2 separate regions of the Mus musculus genome follow, and region 2 is linked to region 1. A link is a contact called in public promoter capture Hi-C data. All regions are on one chromosome and are shown on one strand. The core of a region is the stretch at or near the end of the contact, and the rest is flanking DNA. Distances in the headings are between cores, read along the strand shown. Region 1 holds the start of Cbwd1 (COBW domain containing 1). Region 2 overlaps Dock8 (dedicator of cytokinesis 8).

What was found. Promoter capture Hi-C pulls out the DNA fragments that hold promoters and counts their contacts.
Region 2: a promoter capture Hi-C map of trophoblast stem cells shows a contact between it and region 1, with 2.6 times the contacts expected there. A contact is called at or near these places in 9 of 39 promoter capture datasets (the C10 cell line, the HPC-7 cell line, hippocampal neurons and 5 more), 10 of 484 Hi-C or Micro-C datasets (CD4 T cells, the HPC-5 cell line, bone marrow-derived macrophages and 5 more) and 2 of 9 other capture datasets (adipose tissue and liver).

What each region holds. Positions count from the first base shown.
Region 1 is chr19:24,956,542-24,963,650 of GRCm38.p6, forward strand. Cbwd1 (COBW domain containing 1) reads right to left here and starts at 5,075. Exons shown (of 15, transcript NM_146097.3): 1 at 4,843-5,075; 2 at 1,363-1,449. The coding sequence starts at 4,990.
Region 2 is chr19:25,195,051-25,202,081 of GRCm38.p6, forward strand. Dock8 (dedicator of cytokinesis 8) reads left to right here. Exons shown (of 48, transcript NM_028785.3): 47 at 5,324-5,494; 48 at 5,937-7,031. The coding sequence ends at 5,997. Among named protein-coding and RNA genes, the nearest start is that of Gm24252, 32 kb to the left of the region's middle.

The sequences.
Region 1 (7,109 bases), core at 3,825-6,324:
GTCACCAAGCATTCATGTGGTATATAAACATACATGCAGGCAAAAATCACTTATTTACATAAAATATATTCATACAATATTAAATAATTTAAGTTCCTAGGAAGACAATTCTAAAACTGAAAAATATAATTCTATCCTCCTTAGGACTCTCACTTGCCCAGTTCTTTTTTTTTTTTTTTTTTTTTTTTTTTTTGAGACAGGGTTTCTCTGTGTAGCCCTGGCTGTCCTGGAACTCGCTCTGTAGTCCAGGCTGGCCTTGAACTCAGAAATCCGCCTGCCTCTGCCTCCCAAGTGCTGGGATTAAAGGCGTGTGCCACCATGCCCGGCTCATATTTTTTAATAAAAGGACTACCCTGAAAACATTTTTCATCTCATTTACTGTCAACTTTCTAAATATACTGAGATACTTTTAAACACTGGGTTTTTTATGTTCTTTTTACAAGGAATTTATGTTCTTCTCTTATGAGACTGTTTTCTTTTAATTCCATATTAAATTGGTGGTTCCTGTTATAAGACTGTTCAGGATTCTAAATATGCAGTAAGACTTGACTTCATTCTCACAAAGGTTTTTGGCCAAAGTATCATGTAGCCATTTAAAAATTAAGCTTTGAGTCAAATAAAAAAGTCTTATAGTAAGGTTTACCTAGGAAGTAAATACACATGAGATGTTTATCATAAGAATGATTTTAGATGTTTTACATACAATGTACCAATGCCAGGGAAAAGTTTTAAAGAGCAAACAAAACAAAAAATATATATTTTCATTTCTTGTTTTAGTTGGATGATGATAGAGTATTATATAATACTAAGCTACATCCAATATTAATAAAGAGAAAGTTCAGGAGATGTTGCAAAAGGCAAAAACCATAAAAACTACAAAATAAAGTAAACAGTAAGAAATAAAAAGTAAAAATAATCAGTGTATAATAAAATATCAATTAATAAAAAGCTAGCAAAGCACCATTAGAATCCTTCCTTAAAGCATAGCTCAGAGAAGCAGAACTTCCTTGGCATACAGGAAACATTGCACCACAATCAATCGATCTCTTTAAACATATTTTACTTATTTGTGTGTGGGGGGGGTGTCATGTTTGATGCAGATGGACTATGTGTGGAGGTCAAACTTTTAGAGTTTGGTTCTCACCTGCTGGAGGCAGGGTCTCTCTTGTTGTCTTTTGCCACTACACTACAAACTCCAGGCTAGGTTAATAAAAATTAATCCTATTTTTCTGATAACTATTCAGAGTGGCTTCATATCGTAATACCATCCAATCTTATCTTTAAGTACAGAGCATCAATCTAGCAGTAAAATAAAGGGTCCCAAACATTACTGCAACATAACAGTCATTAAGCTTCACTTACCTTCTCCAAATTCATTTAAAATCACTGCTATTTTTCTATTATGTTGTTCTGTCAAAATGTAGTTCAGAAGTGTTGTCTTTCCAGCACCTATATAATATATTAAAGCAATAAAGGTCAAAGACTAATTTTGAGAAAACAAAAAATGTAAAATATCTTAGTGTTTCTAAGAATTTATGTAGCCGGGCAGTGGTGGCGCACGCCTTTAATCCCAGCACTTGGGAGGCAGAGGCAGGCGGATTTCTGAGTTCCAGGCCAGCCTGGTCTACAGAGTGAGTTCCAGGACAGCCAGGGCTACACAGAGAAACCCTGTCTCAAAAAACCAAAAAAACAAAACAAAAACAAAAATTTATGTGCCATTTTTCTTTACTTAAAATCAGAACAGAGGGCTTTAGAGAAGAAATTTTAAAAATCTTTGAAAACTTTGAAATTATTACTTATATATGTAAGTAATTATAAACAATCTTACAAGTTGAGTCAGTTTTCTAACTTAATATGACTAAAATAATATCTTCATAATTTATACAGCAATAAAGGTTGTTTAAATTTTATATTCAATAAAAACTTAATGAATTATAACTTCTAAGAAAAGTCACCTATTTTAAAAAAAATGTCGATTTCTTTCATGATGCTTTCTTAATAGTTATTTCTCTAAACTTATTCAACCTATTTCAACAACCACAAACTAGCTATAAATTCAGGTTGACTATATAGCTACTTTTAGTATGCTCAAGCAGTCTATTACTATAACACTGATTTTATGAAACAGAGTACAGAGGTAGTAAGTATACACAACAGACTATCAGTAGAGAAATTCCTAAGACTACACTAACTTTATCCAGCAGGTGGCGTAACAAACCTAGTTTGTTCATCTCAAGCAGAAGAAAAACATAATCTTGTGAACCAAAAATTCTCAAGTTCATAATGAAATACGTTTTTAAAAAAATACCTTTAAACAATATCTTAGCTGCACAGCAGTTCAATTATTGGAATAAATCATTCATTTTTATGTAGGTAGCCATTACGGTTGTCCTCAATATTTCACTGTTACAAGCAATAATGCTAAAATGTTTTTACACATAGTTTGCACATCTACTAAAATACATTTGCAAATTTCATAGGGTATAACCAGGAGATAGTAAGGAAATAACAAGGTACTAATATCTTCAATACTTTAGGTCATACTCATTTTAAAAGTTTTTGAAGAGATACTTTAAGATACTTTAGAAAGCTCAATGTAACTGGGTGACGTGCAGGAGAGACAGATCTAAGAACACAGAACAATGAGGAAATTTTTAAAACAGGAGGCCTTGAACATAATTATGTACAGGCCAATGGGAAAGTTGAAAGCCATGGATATAAGAGATTTTCTCTGGAGAACTTTTAGGGCTTAATAATTAACCACATTATGAAGAAAAAGACATTGCAGTATAATTCACATTCATTCAAAAGTATCTAGCATGCACCCAATTGAAGTTTCTGCCTCCATGGACCTTAAAAATGTTAAGTAGGGGAAGATGGTGGAGGAGCTAGAAACAAATTAGAAAGTTATTTTGTTGCAGGTTGATCATTTAATAGGAGACATACAAAATGCTATGGAAAACTTAAAAGGGCGAGCTAGGTGGAGTAGTTACAGGAAGAAGTATTCCAAGCAGTACCTATAAGATAGCGGTTCTCAACCTTTGTGTCCTGACCCCTTTGGTGGGGTCAAATGATTTTCAGGAGTCACTTAAGACTATCCTACAAATCAGATATTTATATTATAATTTGTAACATTAGCAAAATTAGTTATGAAGTAGCAACAAAAATAATTTATGGTGTGTGTGTGTGTGGGGGGGGGGTGTTAACCAGAACATGAGGGACTATATTAAAGAGTTACAGCATTAGGAAGGCTGAAACCACTTAAGAAGTAAATTCAATATGTTGGGCCATCTGACAGGCTAGAGGGTTAGGAAGGAACCAGATCATAGAAGTCCTTGAATTCCTGCTAAGGAACTTAAGTTTTCACCCAAGTAGAACCCACTAAAGGATGTGACAATCAAGCAACACTTTGGTGAAAGGTAGGGCTAGCACCAAGATATATTAAGGAGCAGGGAGACTCAGGACTACCAGAGTTAGGAGGAAATATTGTTAGTGTTGCAGATGGTTGGGAATCTCAGGAGCAGGATTTGAGAAATTATTAGTGTCCAGAGTGTTGGACATGTTAAGTATGGAAATGCCTGTAAGACATTAAACTAAAAACTATACAGAAGTGAATCTGAAGGATGGAAGCCAGAGAAATAGGTTGAAAAACAACGAAAATGTGGAGGCTAGTGGAACAGTGTTCCCGGTATATCAAAATTTAAAAAAAGACACAGGAGGCCAGCTGTCCCCTAGGTTCAGTCAGGAACAAGGAGGTTGGTGGAGTTAGTCCTGATCTCAGAGCTTCAGGCCATTACCTGTATTGTCCCTTTCATCTATCAGTAAGCCAAATGCAGAAAGGCCAAGGGCCAACTCTGAAGTATGTTCTTTGGACCAGGAAATTTGCTCTGATTCTATAGAATAGCATCTGAATCCAAAACGTTATTCCTTTATAAAAATGAAGCCCAAGTAAAATCTAGAATATCCTTGGTCTGACTCTAGAAGGGGAAAAACAAACAAACAAACAAACAAACAAACAAAACCTGGTGGTGTGGAGACAACAGTGATTTCTTTGTTGTATCTAAAGGGTGCACCGAGATTCAACTTGTCTGTTGCAACACACAGGAATGAGAGTACCACTTGATTCATATTTTTTCCACAATTTTTATTTGTCCACATTTTCAGCCACTTACTTGTTGTTGCTGTTAACTGTAATGCTTTAAAAGGATATCTAGACATTTCCAACAAAAAATAAGCACGTGGACTGATCTTCAGAAAACTGCACCGTGTTTCACAAATCTGTGTTTTCCAAGGACCACACCCCCGAGGTGCACCCTCAAGACCCCCAGCTTAGGAAAGTTCCCAAAACAAAGGTCTTACTCTAAATCAATCTCTTAACAGTGCTTTCCAAGCGGACCTCAAAAGGGGAGGGCACAGTTTAGGACTTGTCACTAATGGCTGGAAGAGTTTGGTTCCTGTGAAATGGAATCCACTAAGCAAGGTGTCAGGCAATCTACAGTCGGCATCTTTGTTTTCTTTTTCTTTCTTTTTTTTTTTTTTTCCTTGACCAGGGCATCCTTTAATAACAATAGACCATTTGGCTTTGTTTTGCTTTGGTTTTTTGTTTTTCTGTTTTTTAATGAGAAAACTCAGATGACTTTATTATTTCTACTCTAAACTGAGGGGAGATGAGCTTCACAAATGAAAGACAACTTAATCAAGAGACCATAACATTAGGTGAGTCTGAGTTTCAAAACTACCTTTGAAAATGCTAGAAGAGAGGCCCCAGCCCCTACCTCGAAGATTCGTCCTCGGCCAGGAGGCCCGGGTGCCTGAGGAGACACGGCAGCCCCCCTTAATTACCTAAGTACCCGGTGACAATTGTGACTGGAATCTTAGTGATGAAGTCAAGATTTTCCTCTTCTTGGTTCTTGGTCTCAATGGGGACCAATTCAGGACAATCCTCCGCGTACTCTTCTTCCGCCTCCACAGTTTTCACAGCAGGTAACATGCCGCCAGCAGGACACCAGTGACTCCAGAACTAAAGAGCTGCCGCCAGTCGCGTTTCCGCGACAGGATTCAGTCGGCGCGGGGCTGATGATGTCACCACAACGCGTCGCGGAGCAGGCCTCTGAGGAACCAGCCCGCCCTCCAGCTACGCCACTATTCAAACTAGACACGCCTTCCCGGGGGAGGCACGCCCCTACGCAGAGATAGATACACCCCCACGCACAGTGGACACGCCCCTTATAGAGAGGGACACACCCCCCGGGTGTGAAGCACGCTCTAGGGGCGTGCCCTCTGCCCGTGGGCCAAACTGCACTTTGCTGTTAGGACGCTAGGAGCTCCCTTGCCTCGAAGCTGTAGTGGGCTCCAGCTGTTAGCCACTGTCTGTTGCTTGGGCTGAGGCAACACCTATTAGGCTTGGGCAGCTTCACCACAGGACAGACATTTTTCAAGTTGCCATTTTTTTTTTATTCTCATGAAGTCCATCTCTTTCATTCACAAGGAAAAGAGTAATTGTGAAGTCATGCTATATATTATAATTATTCTACAATGATAATTATGTATTATAGCTATCTCATCTTTTACAATGTAATAGTTTTATTTATTTTTCTTTCTCCTTTACTTGGACATAAGGTAAACTCAGATCAATAATTGTATTTATTGGTTCATAATATTCTCATTAGTCTCTGGACTCCTTTGTGTGTGTTTATAGTGGATTCCTTGATAGTACCCTAACCCAAAAACATTAAATTGCATCTCTTCTACCCCAGCCTAGAATACTAACTATAATCATGAATCTTCTTGGGAATACTGAACATTCCTTTATGTGTTTGTTATGGTTTGTCCTTATACACACGCACATAAATAACATTGACCATTGTTTGTTTTTCAATTTCATAAAAAAGAGTACCATTCAATGTATACTCTCTTGGGGTTTGCTGGATTTCCAGCTTCACTACTGAATTTCCTGTCAATTGTTTTCAGGTGTTGCTGTTTTGTTTCATTTTGAGACAGTCATACATTTTCCCAACAATGTAAGAGATCATATTGGTGTAATGTCAATATTAGCAGACATGAATTTTTTTCCCAATTAAATACAAAATAGTACCTCAATGTGATCATCAGTTGTATTTCTTTGGATTTGAACAAAACTGAGCATCTTTTTATGTGTTTTGACCATGTTTAATTTCAGGCTTTAAGAGGGGCTAGCAAGCATTGCTCTGTGGGCATCAGATCCCATTACAGATGGCTGTGAACGACCATATGGTTGCTGGGAATTGAACTCAGGACCTCTAGAAGAGCAGTCAGTGCTCTTAAATGCTGAGCTCTCTCTCCAGCCCCTCAAAATGAGGTTTTAATAAGTTATATACATTGGGTGTTCAATGTACTCTAAACACCCATCAACTGATAGACAAACAAAATGCCACATATCCAGACTGGAAAAATTAATTGGTGAAAAACAGGTACAAAGTACTGGCTACCTGCTACCAGATAAGCATATCTCAAAGATGTGCTAAAAATAAATCCATTCATAAAAACTATACATTATGCAAGTCCATTAATATAGAAGAATGTCCATGACAGGCAAATCTAGAGATACAGAAAACAGCTTAGTGACTCCTAAGGACTAGGGGTTTAATAGTCCCTGCTAGTGGGCACCATGTATTTTTATGGTAATAAAAATGTTCTAAATGTGATTATCATTATGGTAAAAAGAACTCTGAATCCACTGGAAAACATTGACTTGTGCACATTAGATTAGTTAATGTTATATTGAGTTTTATCCCTTAACTACTATTTTAGGTAAAGGCAATCATGTGCTCAGATGCTAGGCCAGTTTTTTTGTTGTTTTTTGTTTTTCCCCAGAGAATTGATAATTTTAGCAGTTTAAAGTTCTAACCTCAGGTGCAAACATAAGACTTATAACTTGGTAAAATTGTTCCTTTAGTCTTTTTGCATATCTCTTTCCAATAAAATAATTATCCATTGAATCTATGGAGTTGTCATTTTCTTTTCTCACTTTAGTCACTGAGCAGAATTTCAGAAAAGCAAGGGCTTTTTCCTCCTCTTTTCTTCTTTCCTTCTTTCCTTCTTTCTTTCTTTCTTTCTTTCTTTCTTTCTTT
Region 2 (7,031 bases), core at 4,146-6,645, 240 kb after region 1:
ACTGTCAGGAAGATGGCGTGGATGTAAGACTCACTCAGGAATGCCAGCTCTGCTGTCTCATGGAAGTCCATGCCAGCTGGAGAGCAGGCCAGGCTGGGAAATATCAGAGCCACATTAGCTCTGGGTAGAATATCACAGAATAGGAAGTTTGCTGAGGGAAGGGGCACTTTTAGGGTTCACACCAACTCCCTCTGCTGGATCACTCAATCCCAACCAAGACTCCACGTAGATGAAGTGCCCTAGCCCATCCCTATTGGGTGTGTTCTAGGTCTCTGGAAACTACAGTCCGAGGACAAGGGCAGGTGGTTATCTCGCTTCTTAAGAGGATCCTTTAACAGAGTTACTGTCTTAGGGTTTCTATTCCTGCACAAACATCATGACCAAGAAGCAAGTTGGGGAGGAAAGGGTTTATTCAGCTTACACTTCCACATTGCTGTTCATCATCAGAGGAAGTCAGGACTGGAACTCAAGCAGGACAGGAACTTGGAGGCAGGAGCTGATGCAGAGGCCATGGAGGGATGCTGCTTACTGGCTTGCTTCTCCTGGCTTGCTCAGCTTGCTTTCTTACACAACCCAGAACTACCAGCCCAGGGATGGCACTGCCCACAGTGGGCTCTCCCACCCTTGATCACTAATTGAGAAAATGCCTCACAGCTGGATCTCATGGAGGCATTTCCTTAAGGGAGGCTCCTTTCTCTGTGATAGCTCCAGCTTGTGTCAACTTGACACACAAAACCAGCGGGTACAGATATTCAAAGTCAAAGTCCTTAAGAAATGCTATTCTCAGCAAGTTGAGGCAGGAGACTTACTGTGAGTTTGGGGTCAGCTCTGATGGGCATAGTGTGCTCCAGACCAGCCTGGGAAACATAGCAAAACTCTCTAGCAGCAATGCTCTGGGTAAACCAGATGGCACTTATCAAACCAAATGCAGACTGATGGTTCAGTAAGCATGGAGTAGGGCCCAAGACTCTGGCTTTTGTTAGTTTGTTTGGGTTGGGTTGGGGTTGTTTGTTTGTTTGTTTGTTTGGGGGTTTTGTTTTGTGTTTAAGGCAGGGTTTCACTTTGTAGTCCCAGGTTGGCCTTCTCCCTTGAATCCCCCTGTCTCAGCATCCTAAGTGCTAGAATGACAAGTGTCGGCTACCATGCCTGGATCCAGATTGTGCAGTACTGTGCGATGCGTCCTTGTGCTGGGGCCGTGGGAGCGGCGGCCTTTGGGCAGAAGCTGCTGCTTCCGGGCCTCCTGTTTATACTTCTCCCCCAGCTCCCCCAACCTTAACTCTTCAAGTCACCCCTTTGGTCTTCCTCCCTTCAAAAAGACAAGTATGTTCACACAGCCATTCTGAACCAACCCTCGGTCCATGCCAGCTTGCCACAATCCAGCATACCCTCTGTACCACCGGTGTGGAGAGGTGACATCCTAAGGCAGGAAGGCCATAGATAAAACAATGCTTCCAGCCACTACCACATCCACGACGACACGACCACAGTTAACCTCCCCTCTCTTCATCCCAGACAGGCCAAAAATGGCAGTTCATCAAACTCCTTTTTTTTTTTTTTTTGGTTTTTCGAGACAGGGTTTCTCTGTGTAGCCCTGGCTGTCCTGGAACTCACTCTTTAGACCAGGCTGGTCTCGAACTCAGAAATCTGCCTTCCTCTGCCTCCCGAGTGCTGGAATTAAAGGCGTGCGCCACCACGCATGGCCGAACTACGTTTAAAAGGAGTGTAAGGATTTTTAAGTTCCCACAAAGCAGTGGCTGAAGCCCCCCTCTCCCACCTGCTTGCTGCTCCCAAGTCCGATGAGGAAGCTGCCACTGTTTGAGACCATAGACAACAGAGTGGCCCACTGCTGAGACTCCTTTTCACTGGGCTCTGTCTCCTCAGCTTCCCAGCAGACTGGTAGATATCCCAGGGCTCAAAGGAGACCCAGCCAGCCTTCCCGCAAGGACAGCTCTGTTGACACAGCCCTGGCCAAGTCTGTAGTGGCTTCTCCTGCACCAGGACAGCGGCTTTGGACTCAGCTGTAGCCTGGCATGCAGCAGTCAGCACTCCTAGACTCTTAGCACTCTTCTGATGGCTGCCAAGAGAGGACAAGGCCTTCTCTGCCTTTTCCTAAGAGGAAATGCCTGAAAGGTTCATAACCGCAGATGGACAAGTGTCTCCTCCCTCCTCTCCCAGACTCACTAGACCGTCAGAGGCACTGCAGTCGGTTCTGTGTTTTCCCTCACTTAATCTGATTGCTCTCACTCCTGCAGAGACTTGGGGCTTGGGAAATAGCTCAGTGGATAAGAGCATGCATTGTGCAAGTCTGAGGACTTGAGTTCAAATCCCTGCTACCTACATATAAACCTTAATGTCGCTGTGCATGCACCGGTGACCCCCAGCAGAGGGGTGGATGGGGCAATGGCTGGGGTTTGCTGGTCACCAGCCTAGTTCCAGGGTCAGTTAAGAGACCCTGCCTCAAGAAAAATCCTGATGTCTTCCTCTGGCTTCTACACATGTACCTGCGTCCACATGTGCATACACACCACACATACAAATACAGTTAACAAATTATAAGTATTAAGTGATGGGGGGCGGTGCTGAAAAAATGGTTCTGCAGTTAAATGTGTGTACTGTTTTTTTTCAAGGAACCTGAGTTTGGCTCCCAGCACCCATACTAGGTAGCTCACAACTGCCTGCCACTCTAAGGACACACTTTCTTAGGGGGCACAGCCACCCACACAGGGAGCAATTCCTGCCTACGATGAGCTTATGAGAGAAACGGCAAACCAAACTTACAGATTAAAAAAAAAATGAGGAAAGTGCTGAGTTAGAAAGAGAGAGAAGCCATAAGCCAGATGTGACATGTGCCTTTAATCCTAGCACTGGGGAGGCAGGGCAAAGCCTGCTCCAGAGAGATCCAACCCCTCTGGCCTCTTCAGGCACTTGCAGTCATGTGTATACATAAGCAAGCACACACGTGTACACACACACACACACACACAATTAACAATAGATGATTTTAAAAGGTTAAGTAAAATAAAATAAAAATAATTTTTAGAAGGATTCAGTGTCTTAAATTTTATTTTTTGTATTTGAATTAGAGACAGCCATATTACAGGCACTTTTACAAGACTGTGTGGCTACTGTCCCAGCAGTGTATATGCTGGCTCAGAGGCAGACAGTAATGTGTGACGTTGGTGGTTTTTAAGAGGGTTTGGGTCAGTGTGCATGGTGTCTGTGGAAACAGATCTGGATGCTTTCCGGGGAGACAGTGTTAAATGACAGAGGCTTCTAGGAATCAGGTTAACAAGGGATGACCCCTGTGACCTTGGGTCTCCTGTAACACACTAAGGATAGCTAAGTTAAGGGCGCTAAGAAGAAATTTGAGCCAGGTGTAGCTGCTTATGCACACACACACACACACACACACACACACTTTCTCATGGGCATGAGCACAGCTCTTTGGCCTTCCTCATCTCACCTGTAGTGACTAACAAGAAAACTATAACCTTGGTGTAGTGATCGTCTCTGCCCTTCCTCTGCCTCACCCCACCCCACTCCCTTGGACACACTCTCTGTCCCCGTGCCCTGTGCCTGGAGGAACAGTTATGGAGGGAGGATTTCTGGAGCTGAGGCTGACTCAGAACAGCTGCAGTTATTTGGTCCCGAAAGTCAGAGAACCACGGGGGTTGAGGATTTGTCTGTGTTAACACTAGAGTTCCGCCACAGTGGGGCAGTCAGCCCTGTTTTCAGTTCTGGACAGTTATCCTTACCATTCTTATTGTTTCCCCAGTGGTGTCTACCTTAACCTGTCTGTTGATTTCTCTTCGTCTCTCCTCTGTTGCTGTTTGATGAGTTGTTCTGATACAGGGGTTCTCTGGCCACCCTTACTCGTTTTGTTTTGTTTTGTTTTTTTTCTTACTTTGTTCTGTAATCTCTAATTCCTTTTCTCTTGGGGGGTTGGGGAGCAGGGGTCTCCCTGTGTAGACCTGCCTGCCTCTCCCTCCCCAGTGCTAGGATTAAAGACACATGCCACACCCAGCTTACAGCTTCTCTCTCTCTCTCTCTCTCTCTCTCTCTCTCTCTCTCTCTCTCTCACCCAGCACTTTCCTCATTTTTTAAATCTGTAAGTTTGGGCTTGTCATTTCTCTCACAAACTCACCTTAGGCAGGAATCACCCTCCTGTGGGTGGCCATGCACCCTAACAAAGTGAGGGGGGGACTTTCTATAGGTTCCTGATGCCTTAGGACTTCTTAGTTTAATGCCTTGTGTGGTACGAGCTTCAGATTGCAATCCTGCAAAATAACTTTTTCATTAAAGGCCTTGTGCTCATAGCAAGTTTGTATTCCACCTCTTGGGGCAGCATTTTTCTAAGCCCATTTGCCCAAGTAAGTTAGCTTTCTTCAAGGCTCTAAGCTGAATGCCCGGGCTTTAGAGAGAACCCCACAGTTCTGACTCTGACGCAGGGCCTAACAGTCTGTGTCTTGAAAGCTCTATGGGGGATCTGATAATCCATCAGGGTTGAAAACACTCTTAGTGGGGCTGTAGTGATGGCTCAGTGGGTAAGTACACTTGCTGCACAGACATAAGGACCTGAGTTCAGATCCCAGCACTCCTGTAACAAGCAGGATATGGTCCCACACCTTCCCATAATCCCAGCGAGGAGGAAAGGGGAGACTGAAAGATTGGTATCTCTAAGGTTTGCTGGACTGCCACGGCAAAAATCATAAGCCCCAGGCTTAGCAAGAGACCTTGCTCAAAGAGATAAGGCAGATGTAATAGAGGGGCCTACCCCATGTCCTCCTTTAATCTGTGAGTACTATTACAGGCACATGCATATATGTTCACACACACACATTTATATATATACTAGAGTTTGTGGTTCTAAACTTTACATCGTGGTGAACAGAAAAACCTGCTAGGAGTACAGGTTTATTTGGCTCACGGTTTCTGGGATTTCAGTCTATGACCAAGTGGATCCAGCCTGCAAGAAGGCAGAGCAGTATGGTTGGAAGCTTGCTTTCCAGGAAGCTGTTCATCTCACAGTGGCCAGATGATGATGAGGCTGCAGACAAGATGTACTCATCTCAAGGACTCCTTCCCCGTTTTGTCCCAAGTGCCTATCAGACTAGGACCCTATCAAAGGACTAGTCTGTGAATGAGTTCCAGAGCCTCATGACGCAATCACATCCCCAGTCAATCCCCATCCAGCTGACAGCCGGTGCTTCGTCAGCACTGTGCCTTAGGGAGACACTTAGACAAGAAGCAGACTTACTGTGACTGTTTTCCAGTCACTAAAGCACAAACACTGAGGACCTGCAACCGCCTCTCTCTCCCTCAGATGCGGAGAGGCCGTGGAGAAGAACAGGCGACTCATCACCGCAGAGCAGCGGGAGTACCAGCAGGAGCTGAAGAAGAACTACAACAAGCTGAGAGACAGCCTCAGGCCCATGATTGAGCGGAAAATCCCAGAGCTCTACAAGCCCATATTCAGAGTTGACAGTCAGAAGAGGTAAGGAGGGGCCAGTGTAGCCTCTTCCTGGGCATCAGAGATCATGGGGGCACCACAAATCCAGCTTGCTCGGCTGCTCATGCACAAAGCAGACAGCCCAGGGTGGACTGGGGCTGGAGTCCAGCCTCCAGCCAGTCTGTGGTCTGCATTCAGTCCAAACCTTTCCCTGAACTCACCAAGCCCCTTCTTGTTGGCCTTGTGCCAGCGAATTCCCAAGTCCATCCAGTGTAGCTGGTGTGTGTGTAGATGTGTAGGGGGCTGGAGGGGCAGGGGTGAACAACAGGAATGGGTCTCAGGTCTTCTTTTATTTACTAAGTTCCCCAGGACCAATAGCTTTCTGGTTCATAATTTTCTCCCAACCGTCTCTTTAAAACAGCAGTCTCTTTAAAAGGCTAACCAATCCTTCTGTTCTCTCTCTCTCTCTCTCTCTCCTTAATTTCAGGGACTCTTTCCACAGATCTAGTTTCAGGAAATGTGAAACCCAGTTGTCACAGGGCAGCTGAAAAAAGCCACCTTTGCCGGTGACGACTGGGGCCCCACTACCTGGAAGGACTCGCTGGTACGTCCACAGCAGCCACCCAAGACTGACTCCACAGTCCCTGCCCAGCCAGTGCTCTGGAAACTTGGGGGGTCTATGACCACAGAATGATACCCAAGTGTATTGTGGACTATCTTGACCATGTCAGGGGTTGGGGTGGGGTGGGTAAATCAGGGGATAATTGTATTTATTAAAGTATTTTTCACAGTGCTGTAGAAGGAAGGCCTAAGCTGTTTCTGCTGAGTGGCTTGGCTGGTCACAGGCCTCCCAGAAAGTGACTTCTTCTGACCTATGTTTGAATTCCTAAGATAAACTCAAATTGTGGACAGAAGAGTGGAACACTGTCCAGCAACCTATTCCGAGTGAATTTCACTCATCCCTTTGGTGAGAAGAAAAGATAAAACTCCAGAAGAGTGAACCATTTTCCAATATATCTGTGAGAAAAAGTCTTACAGGAAATAGATGGAGCGCTCCACACCTCTCCTGAGCTGCCGGACTATGTGCCGTCTAGTTATTGCTGCATTGTTGCTTCTGTTAAGCTGAGTGAGTCCACCTCTACGCAGGGGACAGTTGTACGAGACAGACAGTCCAGGTCGCCCGGCCACACAGCACTGACAGCACATGCCCCAGAGCGGGAGCAGTTCTCCTAGGACATCTTGCCGGTTCCCTGTACACTTGCTCTCACTGCCTCCTTTTTCTCCGGGATAAGGTCATTTTTCTACAAGACATTCATTTCAGAACATTGTGTCCTCTGTGTGCTACAGGGATATATGCTTTGGATTGTTTTTACAGTGAACTTGGAAGAGGGAAAGAAACCTATGGTTTGAGAATTAAATTATATATTTTCATACAACTCATGACCTTACCTAATGCTAAAGACAGAATAAGAATGATAAGCAAGTGGGGTGACAATGCACGCCTTTAGTCCCAGCACTCAGAAGACAGAGACAGGTGGATCTCTGAGTTTAAGGCCAGCCTGGTCTACAGAGCGAGTTCCAG